Regions from separate parts of the Zea mays genome. Here region 1 is linked to region 2. A link is a contact called in public Hi-C data. All regions are on one chromosome and are shown on one strand. Each heading gives the region's core, a stretch centred on a gene start, on an enhancer-like site or on the middle of the called end of the contact. The rest is flanking DNA. Distances are from core to core; before and after follow the strand shown. Region 1 holds the start of LOC100272339. Region 2 holds the start of LOC100273705.

The links. Hi-C and Micro-C count contacts between places; a contact is called where the count stands out from the background.
Region 1: a contact with region 2 is called in a Hi-C map of leaf, with 2.5 times the contacts expected there. The contact joins the promoter of LOC100272339 here to the promoter of LOC100273705 in region 2. A contact is called at or near these places in 10 of 25 Hi-C or Micro-C datasets (bundle sheath, ear, endosperm and 3 more) and 1 of 3 datasets of contacts at active chromatin or transcription factors (leaf).

The regions. Positions count from the first base shown.
Region 1 is chr10:104,459,180-104,465,404 of Zm-B73-REFERENCE-NAM-5.0, forward strand. It overlaps LOC100272339, which reads right to left and starts at 2,903. Exons shown (of 4, transcript NM_001401852.1): 1 at 2,615-2,903; 2 at 1-255. The coding sequence starts at 129.
Region 2 is chr10:104,118,007-104,123,657 of Zm-B73-REFERENCE-NAM-5.0, forward strand. LOC100273705 reads right to left here and starts at 2,254. Exons shown (of 7, transcript NM_001148117.1): 1 at 2,030-2,254; 2 at 1,663-1,740; 3 at 371-442. The coding sequence starts at 2,172.

The DNA.
Region 1 (6,225 bases), core at 1,653-4,152, 340 kb after region 2:
CCTTCGTACATAAACATTATGATATGCAAGACCTGAGGGAGTATCAGTCTGCAGCCGTTTGATGCCAATAGCCTTTCCAGGTTCTGCGGTAGGTTTATCTTTTGGCAGCGGAGAAGTTCCTTGAGACATATTTATCCGCCTTTCTTTGGCAACTCAGCTGTGGATGTTTTCTTCGCCGATAATGCTACTTACTTGTCACTAGATGGCCTGGCTCCTCCACTACATTAATACACAATTTATTAATCATAATGAAACCTGCAATGCATAAGATGATCACCATCATTAAGACTGGCAGGGTCCTCAAAAAGTACTGGTGAATTGAAATAATGGAAAAAAGAGGTACTAGAACAATACTACTTGTACATGGATAAGGTTTATACACATCTTTGTTTTCATATGTTTGTTTTCAGATGTCACTGTAATAATTTCTTGGAAATGCATTTAGTTGAACACTTTCAAAGAGAAGATGAAAAACAGAACAATTCAAGACCTTGCACTTGCATTTGAAACAATCTCTGACTTTGTTTTCTACTATGCTGCTCTAATCAACATTTAAAAATTCCAATCAAATATATATACACATCTTTGTTTTCATATGTTTGTTTTCAGATGTCACCGTAATATTTTCTTGGAAATGCATTTAGTTGAACACTTTCAAAGAGAAGATGAAAAACAGAACAATTCAAGACCTTGCACTTGCATTTGAAACAATCTCTGACTTTGTTTTCTACTATGCTGTTCTAATCAACATTTACAAATTCCAATCAAATATAAAGCGCGCAGAATAAGATGTTAGTGTTCAAGCAGGGACCAAAACAACACAAAGTATCCAAAAAATAATCTAGTTAACATGTTCCTTTTTATCTTTGATCATATAGCCTGGTTTTAGTTTAAAAGAAACAGGGCAATTTTTTTTACTAATTTGGCAGTTTAAGCATAAGAAATATAGAGATTAAAGCTTCAATTAAGAAAGAACAAACCACCTAGAACAAGTAAATGATGCAAACTGAATAGCATCTTTGTCAGTTTATAGCAGTCAACTGTGCAAGATTCGTAACAGCTATTATGCCAAATTGAGTGGTTAGCATTCTTTTCTTGATTCTTAGATTTAAAATGCCATTCTGTCAAATATTGGATCGTTTCATGACTACCCTTATAACAGGTTACAACAACACTAGTCCAAGCCAAGTAGCATCCCTCCCCATGGACATTGTTTGCTTATAAGAACAAGAAACATAGCAAAAAAAAGGGGGGCAGAGCCAATGCCGGAGGCTCCCACATGAGTGGGGTCTTGGGAAGGAATAAACAGAGACAAACCTTTCCTTTGCAAATGCAGAGAGGCATGGTGACTCAGCGAGACAACTCTCACCGCTGCACCAGATCTGCCTTCATGAAATAGAAACACAGCAAAGTAAAATAAAAAAAATCCAAATCCTGTTGGAACTTGAATGCATTAAGCATAGATAAATTTCCTTCATTATAAATTGCAAAGCAATCAGCGGGGACTCCTAACTTTGTTTTATTTATTCAAACCATTCAGGTCTCATTTTATATCCACACAAAACAGCTGCAACCTAGATATGTATGCTGCATTGGGAACAAAAATCAGATATGCAGTAAAACACAAGAACCAAAATATACTCCAATGACTGAAAAGCAAGGTTATTATGGCGTCGCCTAGGCGACGCCTAGGCGTCCAGGCGACTCTAGGTTCTACCAATTCAATGGCAAAAACTCTAGTAGAAATCAAGTGATTTCTATTAATCGGCATCTCAAGCCAGCCTCATGAGCACAGAATTAGCAGTAAATGGTAAGATAAATAACGTAAGATAGTTAATTACTTCCCTGTCGTGAACCTAAACCTGTACCAAAAAATTGTGCTAAATAGTAAAAAGCTCCAAGTGACAGCATACTTAAGCTGAGGCCATTTAGACATAATATAACTAACTCCATTGTCATTTTATTAGACCATAAACGAGCGCATGCATTAAAACTCAGTCCGTGATTGCAGGACACAGTCATGCAAACAATGTAAAAGTTTGAATAAATGTGAATATTCGCATATAATGGCATTGCAGAAGATAACAAATTCACCAAAAGCTGGAAAACCAGTGTTGAGCTTTCACCCATTTCTATAAAAGCTAGAAAAATCAGTGTTGAGATTTCACTGATTTCTGTTGACCTAGTAATGACTAACGGTGCTGCAGTTAAGAAATTAATAAGCAGAAAAGTGAAGTAAAGTGATTTCGTAAAGATGGCATCACAAGCCAGCGTCAGTTAAACTAGCAATACACAGATGTTGCTTATTTTAGAGCCTCATCAAATAGCAAGATAAACAAAATTTATTGCTTCCCAATTCTGAACCTAACTATCACGCCTAAGGGGGTAGAGACAGTAACCAATCCGAAGTAAAGTTCGTTGCATTCGACAAAAGGGATATGTCCCTACAAATCTACACATAGCAGACACGCTCACGCACAGACAAATCGCAAGAAGGGAAATTAGGGTCCGTCCGCTCACAAGCACAGACGATTTCACCGTAGCACCAAGCACACTTTCACAGGGAGTGGAGCCATGGTTGCGTTATACCTGTGGCGGGTGCGAGAGCACTCACCGGAGATTGGCGGAGATGGGGACGGGCGCGCCGCGGCGGTCAATTTGATCGACGGAGGGAGCGCCCGCGGCGGGTCAGCCAATCCGAGCACGTCGGTTCGAAGGTAGGCAGGGGGGAATGGAGATACCCGTTGGCGGGAGTGGGTTCCAGATGGGGGAGGGGGGTGCCCACCGAGGGAAGCGGCGGCGTGGCTGACCGGCGGCGTGGCTGAGAAGGCGAGCGAAGCCAAGCAGGGGGAGGGAGAGGAGCAGCCGAGGCAAGAGAATCCAACGGAAGTACGGAACTGCCGTCTTCTTTTTTCTTTTGCATTTTGGTCCCTTTGTGAAAGTTTTTCACAAATATCATTTTTTTGTTTGAATTCAGTAAATAAGCTTGCGCTATTATTATTAACGCTCAGGTAAGACATCTTAGGGCCTCTTTGGTAGGGCTTATTTTTCAGCTTCGGCTCTGACTCATGCAAAAGTTGTGTCAAACACCTCTTTTTCAAATGGCTTCACCAGTGAAGTGCTTTTCCAAAATGAACTAGAGGGCATGAGACAAAAAAAAGTGGCTCACCCGGCTTCAGCTCACGTCATTTTTGCACAATAGCCCTCTCACCGGTCCAAATTATTTTTTTTGGTCCTGCCCTCAATCCCTAGCCACGTACAGGAGAGATCTATAAAAAGTAAACTATACAAGGGTCTTTCTGAAAAACAACCTATAAGCCGTTTTGCCAAATGATTTTTCAGAATGGCTTTGGCTCATCTAAAGAAGTGGCTTCACCTCGTGAGTCAGAGCCAAAGCCGTTTTTGGAGAAGTCAAAGCCCTGCCAAAGGGGCCCTTAGTGTCAAGATAGATAGCTCTAAGATCTCGCTCTCGTGCGCTGATCTAACGCTTATGTGGCAAAAGAGTCGTCATTAGCATTGGCGTTGACCTCTTTTTATTCACCAACGCTATCACAGCCAGAGTGATAAAAAAATTCATGCAAGTATAGATGTGACAGGAGGTAGATATAGATGTAATAATAGATATGGTAAAAGCTAGATATCGAGCCGACTCGGCTTGTTAAGAAACTAAGCTAGAAAATCATCTCTACTTGTTTATTTTTTGCTCCGCACAAAATATGCGGCTACAAATATGGGACGAGATTTGACATTCTGAGCAAGAGCACAAATCTTGATGCCATGCATCGTTCCACTTGTCCTTATAACAAGTAAATATTGTGCAATGCGCATATAGACCAATTTATAGATAAATCAAATAGCTAGATGTTAGTAGTTCATATATACCAGCAACATAAAATATTTTCAACAGGTACGATTGATGTGGAGTTCTTGTTTCCTTCTTTATCAGCTCACAAAACTGAGCTTGTCCACGGTGAAGCACCGTAACCAAGGTACCTGATAAAAGGGTACCTAAAGAAGGCCCGAAAGGCCCCCCAAAAGTGGCCTACTAACCGACCGACCCATTTGCCAAGCAACTTGACGTGATGGTCTAAAAGGCCTCTCGAAGACGGCACGCCAAGCCAACCAACCCGACTGTTAAGCAACCTGGCGGGGCGAGATTGCCGACTAATCCGCTCGATGAACAAATACTGCGAGCAACCCAGCGAGGCAGGGCTGCCGATCAACTTGCCTGTCGGGCAACCCAGCGAGACGGGGCCACCGATCAACCTGCCTGCTGATCAACCCAGCGAGGCAGGGCCACCGATTAACCTGCCTGCCGAGGAACTCAGCGAGGCAGGGCCACGCGATTAACCTGCCTGCTGAGCAACCCAACAAGACGACAACTGGCTCTTAGGGGAACACCTCTACTGGAAGGAAGAGCCGACCTAGTACTATCAAGCCACGACAGCACAATGGGGCAGATCACTACCAAGCCATGTCCAGACTGTGGAAGCTATACCAAAGGGTCTCTATCAAGCACGACGCCAGATACTTATCCCCGCTGGCCAGTGGGACCGGACAACCCTAGCCGCAGGGACCTCAGCATCGGGGTCTCTACAATGACCCATACGCTAGAAGGGATGTGACAATACATCGTACCAGGCATACGCCTACGCATGATGAAAGGTGGTGCTAAGGGGATGATGAAAGATGAAGTTGTACTGAAGACATCCTTAAACCTCACCTCGAACTGAATCGGCAGGACCCACCAATCACCGCTACATCTATATCGAAATAGCTATAGGAACCCATTGGAGAACGGACGAGACACGACGCCATAACAGGGGTGCTGTGGCGCACGACACATCAGACAACACCATCTCATCGTAACGTCTACCCTTGAGCTATAAAAGGGCTAGAAACCCCCATTATCCAAGACATCCCATGAGCTTCACACAAGCACTCAACTGTAACACGCCCCAGGCAATACTACTATCATCACTAAACTAGACTAGGGCTCCGGCCTGAACTAGTATAACCCCTCGTCTCAAATCCACCTTCGAGCCCCTCGTAGCTCACCATTTGGAGTGAGTCCGTGCTAGCACCTCTGCCGAACAAAAATCTTATTGTCCCCCGGTTCCAGAAACCACGATAGTTGGCACGCCAGGTAGAGGGGTCGTTAGCGTGCCAAGCGACATTCTTCACTCCGATGGCCGGTTCATCAGCATTCACCCCTAGGAACTGCATCAAGTTTGGCACCCTCGACTTCCTCGCCACCGCCATAGGAGCGCTCTACCACACCAGTGTCACACCCAGGTTTGGAAGGCAAACCGAATGTGAACCATGTACGTGCCAGGATCAGAAACTCACATACACAGCGATTACATAGTTGGACATCATCACATATTGCTCAAAATAAATAGCGAAAAAGGTACTTTATTACATCAAGATGTCCAAGAGATCCCCAGTGTCATTACTTAACATAGTCATTAACGTGATCAAAGTGTGGAATACGAAACGTAGAGATAAGGCCTTCATAGGCAGCTGACTAGGGGTTTGCCACTAACACAACTACAACTTATCGTAGTCCTGAAACTCTTCAAAGTCCTCCATGTTGCCTGCATCTCCTCCTGAGCATTGATTTCAATGGGGACAACCTGAGGTGGGGTGGTTTTTAAAGCAAGGGTGAGTACACATCAACATACTTAGCAGATGTCTCGTTTGGCTAAAGTGGACTAACTTTATGTGGAGTTAAGGTTAAAGCAGTTGCTTTTAGTTGGTCAGTTATTTATTACTGGTAGTACGCCAAGTTTTCGTAATAAACCTAGTTATTACCCAAAAGTACTCCCTCCAAGAGGAACTATGTCACACCCGGTTTTGGGGGCAACACCGAATGCATAGCATATGTGTGCCAAGATCAATTTTCCACACAGTTGATGTCACGAGTGTAATATATCAAAAGACAATGCAATAAAGGTGATATAAAGAGAGTAGAGTAACTTTGTTACATAATCCAGACCATAGTGCCTTAAAAAGTATCATTATCAAAGTACAACGTAATTAAGCATGGACACTCTTCCATAAGAAGGTGATTGGCGCATCGTTAGACTTAGTACTCGTCGACATCATCTACAAAGTCTTCTTCAACACCCTCTGATCAAAATATTAGCAAGGGGTGAGCTCACTTATGGTCGGGGCTCAGCAAGTGGGAGGAATAATGCAAGTTTAACAAGGTAGGCTATGGTT
Region 2 (5,651 bases), core at 1,004-3,503:
TTTTTAAGGTCCAAACGTGAATTTTTTTCAAAAAAAGGGCTAAAATATAAAAAATTCGGTACACGGAGCCCACGAAACGCGTACCAGCTTGTCAGCCCCGTCTTGGCCTTGACTATCTGTCTAAGAGATCACGAGTTTCTCCGTGAGGAGATCCCATACGCATATGGCCATGACATCCATAAGAACGTTGCCGTTCGCATCAAGAAGATGAAACAGGGGCTGCTAGTGCTAGACTAGAGAAAGGGATAAATCTATATTACGTAGTAAATCTGAGCGAGACACATGCTAGTTTGGATGAGCGGGGCCCTTCCGACGGTGGGGGCCCTGATTGAAGCGGAGCGACGGAGGAAGCAAGGAGGGAACGACTTACGCGTGGACGTCGTTGGCCACGGCTTCCGGATCCTCCACCGCGCCGGCGCCGGCGTCACCGTCGGCCCTGCCCCTGCACGAGCAAGAGAGCACAATTCCAAGTGAGTCCGCTAGTGATGTTGGACACCACCGCAACCCAGAAACACAGCATATGCAGATGATGTCAACAGCTAACACAGCGCTTTCAGTCAGTATGCATAGAAGATAGAAGTGAGCATATAGCTGAATAGCTGATCAATAAAAAAAGACCAATTTCGTACGGCTTGCTGCCACCAAACAAAGAAAGAGGAAAGTTTCATGTTATACAAATGGTTAAGCAATGGTACTCTACTCCGGCACTAGCAATTCATCGCACGGGTGGTGAAGGGGTTGCAAACTTTTAACGGTAGGAATAACAGGAGTGGGTGAAGCGGAAAAAGCAAGCGAGGGCGCGGTGAATCAACCCGTGCGCCGTTTCATCATCATCTGTGAGCAGCGGCATGGATGCATGCACGCCGTGGCCGTGCCGCTCCATGCGTGCCCTGGTCGGTCGCGACCCAAAAAGGCAACAACCACAGCACATACAGAACATCGCTTTGCGTACGCGAGACCGTACCCAATGCTGCACTGCAGCTTACCCAACCGAACTTTCTTTTGCAGCCTTTTTTTCACCCTTTGTAGCCAAAAGGGCAAAAACCAAATGAGTGCCTCCTCTGCTCCTGCTGGGTGCATTTGCCGGGGACACCAGGGGACACGCCGCGATCTCGCTTGCCCTCCCGCCGTCCTCCCAAATCTTTACCCCGCTTTACCGTGGCCGGTGCAGGACTGCAGGAACAAGGCGCGGCAACGGCACGTCGGGGCTTTGGACTCTTGGTTGCAGCAAATTACGAGACGACCCCTTTCTTTCTACTACCTGCCACCGTAACGAACTCGGCAACGGAAAGCAGAGCTGCAGAGAGAGCATGTCCCTGCTGTTGCGGCTGCTTTGCGCACGGCTCTATGCCTCTAATCCAAAATTGAAACTCCTCGTTCCGCTAGTTACCGCGCACCAACGTCACCCTAAAATCAAAATTTGGGTTCCAAAGTTTTTTAAGAAACCTAAAAAGAGATTATTAGCGGAACGGAGAAGTGACGCAGCCAGCTGCCGCCTCCGAGATCTAATGGGGACCGAACGTAAATCGAAAAGGAGAGCACTGGACGGTCCCGATCGCGAGCGCATGGACCGACGACGCACCGGATTCGTCCCACCGGGCAAAACCGAGGCACAGACGCAAAGGAGAAGAGCAGAGGATGGAACTGGTGGAGCGCGCTCACCTCGTCGTCGCCGCCGGCAAGGAGGAGTCCCGCAGCCACCGCCTCGCGCCTCCCGCCACCACGGACGTGCTCCTTTGCCTGCGACGAAAAAGAGGCGTGTGGGGAGCCGGTTAGTGCTTGGTAGAGGAGCAGGTGGCGCACGACTCCGCGCGGCACCACCTCCTGGAGCAGATAAAAAACAATTCGGAAACAGAGATCCCGCCGCGAGACGGAAATCGAGTGCATCGGTAGCAAATTTCACAAGCGAAGACAGACGAAACAGAGGCGAATTCTAGACCAAAGGCAACCGAAAGCACACCCAAAACCCCCAGCAGAGAGCCCACGCCCCACGGGCGCAACCGCATTACACGACGCGAAGAGCACTCACCGAAGGCCGTCGAGGACCCTCACCCGCCCGCCAGGGAGCGCCGCGCTGACGGCGACCACCACGAGGACGAGGAGCGCCGCGGCGGCGGCGGCTGCGAGCCCCGCCCTCCTGGCCCTCGCCGCGGACGAGCCCGCCGCTGCCATTTACCGCCCCTCGAGCAACGCACGCCCTCTCGAACTGCCTGCGTGCGGCGAGAGAGAAAGGAAGAGAGGAGCACTGGACGCGGGGCGGATGGAGGCGGAGGAGGAAGGGCTTTGAGCGCCGCGCCGATTTATATGCTAGTGCTGCCGCCGCTCCGCCCTCGAGCCCCCGACCAGTCGTACCCGCATTGCCCCTCCAGATTACCGGAGTCGCAAAAAGATCCCCCGACCGCGAGCGCAAGCACCCATTCGCAAATACGGTAAACTTTAGGGATGGCTGCGCCATTTCCGTGCCCTTGCAGTCGCGCCAGCTAACTACGGATTAGGAAGAAGACCTCCAGCCTCTTGCTGGTAACAAAAAGAAGGATCAGCTGTGTGTGTACGTGCATTACAGTTTAGGGCATCAATTATGGACGGATATTATTATAGAACTCCCTAAAATTTAGAAGTTTGAATTTTTTGTTTTTTAGCGATAACTATTGCATGTACTTTACATTAAGATTGTTGATTCGGTTCGGTGCAATTTTATATAAACTTAGGGGGTGTTTGGGACAGCTCTGGTTCCAGTTCAGCGTGAAGCTGTAGTGTATAATATAAATTTAAATAGTTTTAAAAATATTTGAAATACAAATAAGAAATAAAATGATTTATCTAAATATATTCTAAAAGTTTGCAACTTCAGCTTCACAATTTCCTGAAGCTCCTAATGACCTGCTTCATCAATTTTACTAAATTTTGTGAAGCTAAAGCAGTCCCAAACAGGGCCTTAATCTGCCATACTCGTTGCTAGCCTCCTTCGATGAGCTCTTGTGCCCTATCAAGATTAATAGGATACCGTACGCTCATATTTTTTATGACACGGAATTATAATCATTATGAGATTTTTTTTAATTCTATAGTTGTAGTTATCGTCACTGTACAACTCGGTAAAAGATCAATCTAGCTCCTACACAGTTGGTACTAGAGACAATGGGTACCTCCGATTTGATACCCGATGGATATTTTTTTTCCATTAAATACGTATATAGACTAAATATTTTATCCATGGATCTCTTTGATAAAAACCTTCACTCAATAGATAAACAGGTATTAGAACGTTCTGCCTTCACCCATACCTGTTAACTCGTGGGTATAAAATACGCAGTATAAACATTCAACCATACTCGTTGTTTCTTGTGCAAGTATGTAATTTGATATTATTACTATAAATATGAGCACAATCCTAGCCATGTAGTTTGATTTTTTCATCCTCATGTGTCTATATTGTTAGAAATTAAATGGCATGATGCTTAACTATGGCACATAGTTTATTTAAATTTAATGTTTAGCACCTAGTATTTTTTATACTTCATTATATTTGTTGATTGATGCTTAGTATATATGATAGATATCTAATTCTCGTGGGTACGGGTGACTCGACGCGTGACCCATCCCACATGGGTATGGGTATGGGTATGAGGTCAGTTAATATAGGTGACCCGACTGAGTTATTTTTTCGTGGGTATGGGATAGTAATACCCGATGGGTATTTACTCATTGCCATCTCTAGTTGGTATTGTTCAGCCAGCGAGGCAACCAAATGACAGGCTGAATCGAACGAAGTTGGAGTTAAGGGTGTGTTTAGTTTAGCTTTTGGCTTTATCTTTTGTCCACTAAAAGCTAAAAGCCAAACTATAGAGTATGATCCTGGAAACATCTTTTTTCAAAAGTTGTTTTTTTTCACAGTGCAAAACTGAAAGCATCTCTGGATATGCTTTTAGCTACTTTCGGATGGAACTACGCAAATATATATGGAATAACTTTTAGTGGCCTTTTAAAGGCTTCCACCAAACGATTTTAAATTTTTTTTACCGCTTACAACCCACAACAATTTTTCACACAACCACAATCCAACAAACAGATCCTAAATCGATCAATACTGACCGTCAGTACTCCAATAACACACAACTAGATGGTACTCCTAAATACTCCCTCCGGTGTGCGTTTGGTTGCAATGACAGGACGAGATGGGACGGGACTATCCCTCAAATAAGGTTGTTTGGTTCAGGGTCAGGGGTTGGGATAGGACTATCCCAGTGGTGTCCCCTGTTATCCCTCAAAATTGGAGGGACAAGAGAGGACGCCGGGGGACGTCCCTGTCCTGACTGTCCCGCAACCAAACACACCCTTAGTTATCATTTTAGGACAGCGACATGGTCTCCAAAATATAACTTTATGTAGGACCGGTAAGGCGACCAGAAGGCTGTGAATGGGAGCCACTAAAAATTCTCGTCATGCGAGTACTTGACTTTAATCCCAAAGATCAACCCTCTAGGGACTTAGAGCAGCAGATCAAAGCACAACACAAACTAGTGTTGTTTTGTATGCACCAAAAACCCTAAGAACTGTAAGCCAAACTTCCTGGAAATTATCAGAGTCAAAATCACCAGAAAGTAAGAGCGGCAGTGTTGGCCTTAGGTCCGGCAGTGCCGGTCGTTTAGGTCAGGCAGTGCCGGGGTACGTCAGTGCCGCGCACACGGGCGACAGTGTCGGGCTAGCAAAAATGCCCAAAACGATCTTAATTTTGATAGACGGTTTGCGCGTACATGGGTGGAAGTGTAAGAAGTTCTCTGGTGAAGTATGAACCCAAACAAACAAGAGATCAAGTCGCAGATCGAAAATCCCGAGAAGGATGGGGTTTTGATGGGATTTTCTCAAAACAAACTCAAACGAGAATTAACTCGGATCACGACCAAGAACTGCTCTGTGAGGGTGAAAGTCGCCTAGAGGGGGGGTGAATAGGCAAATCTGAAATTTATAAACTTTAAGCACAACTACAAGTCGGGTTAGCGTTAGAAATGAAACCGAGTCCGAAAGAGAGGGCGAAAACAAATCAACCAAAGAAATAGAGCGGATGACACGGTGATTTGTTTTACCGAGGTTCGGTTCTTGCAAACCTACTCCCCGTTGAGGTGGTTACAAAGACTGGGTCTCTTTCAACCCTTTCCCTCTCTCAAACGGTCACTTAGACCGAGTGAGCTTTTCTCCTCAATCAAATGGGTCACTTAGACCCTACAAGGACCACCACACAATTGGTGTCTCTTGCTTTGATTACAAATGTCTTGGGAACAAGAATAGGAAAGAAGAAAAGCGATCCAAGCGACAAGAACTCAAATGCACACGAAAATCTCTCTCTCACTAGTCACTAAGTGTTGGGAGTGATTTTGGACTTCGGAGAGGATTTGATCTCTTATTTGTGTCTTGAAGTGAAGTCTAGAGCTCTTGTATTGAATGCAAATGGCTGAAAACTTGGATTCCTTGAATGGTGGTGGTTGGGGGTATTTATAGCCCCAACCACCAAACCAACCGTTGGGGTTGGGCTGCTGTCGATGGGGGCACCAGACAGTCCGGTGCGCCAGCCACGTCACCCAACCGTTAGGGTTCTGACGGTTTCGACCGTTGGAGCTCTGACATCTTGGTGCACCGGACAGTCCGGTGTCGCA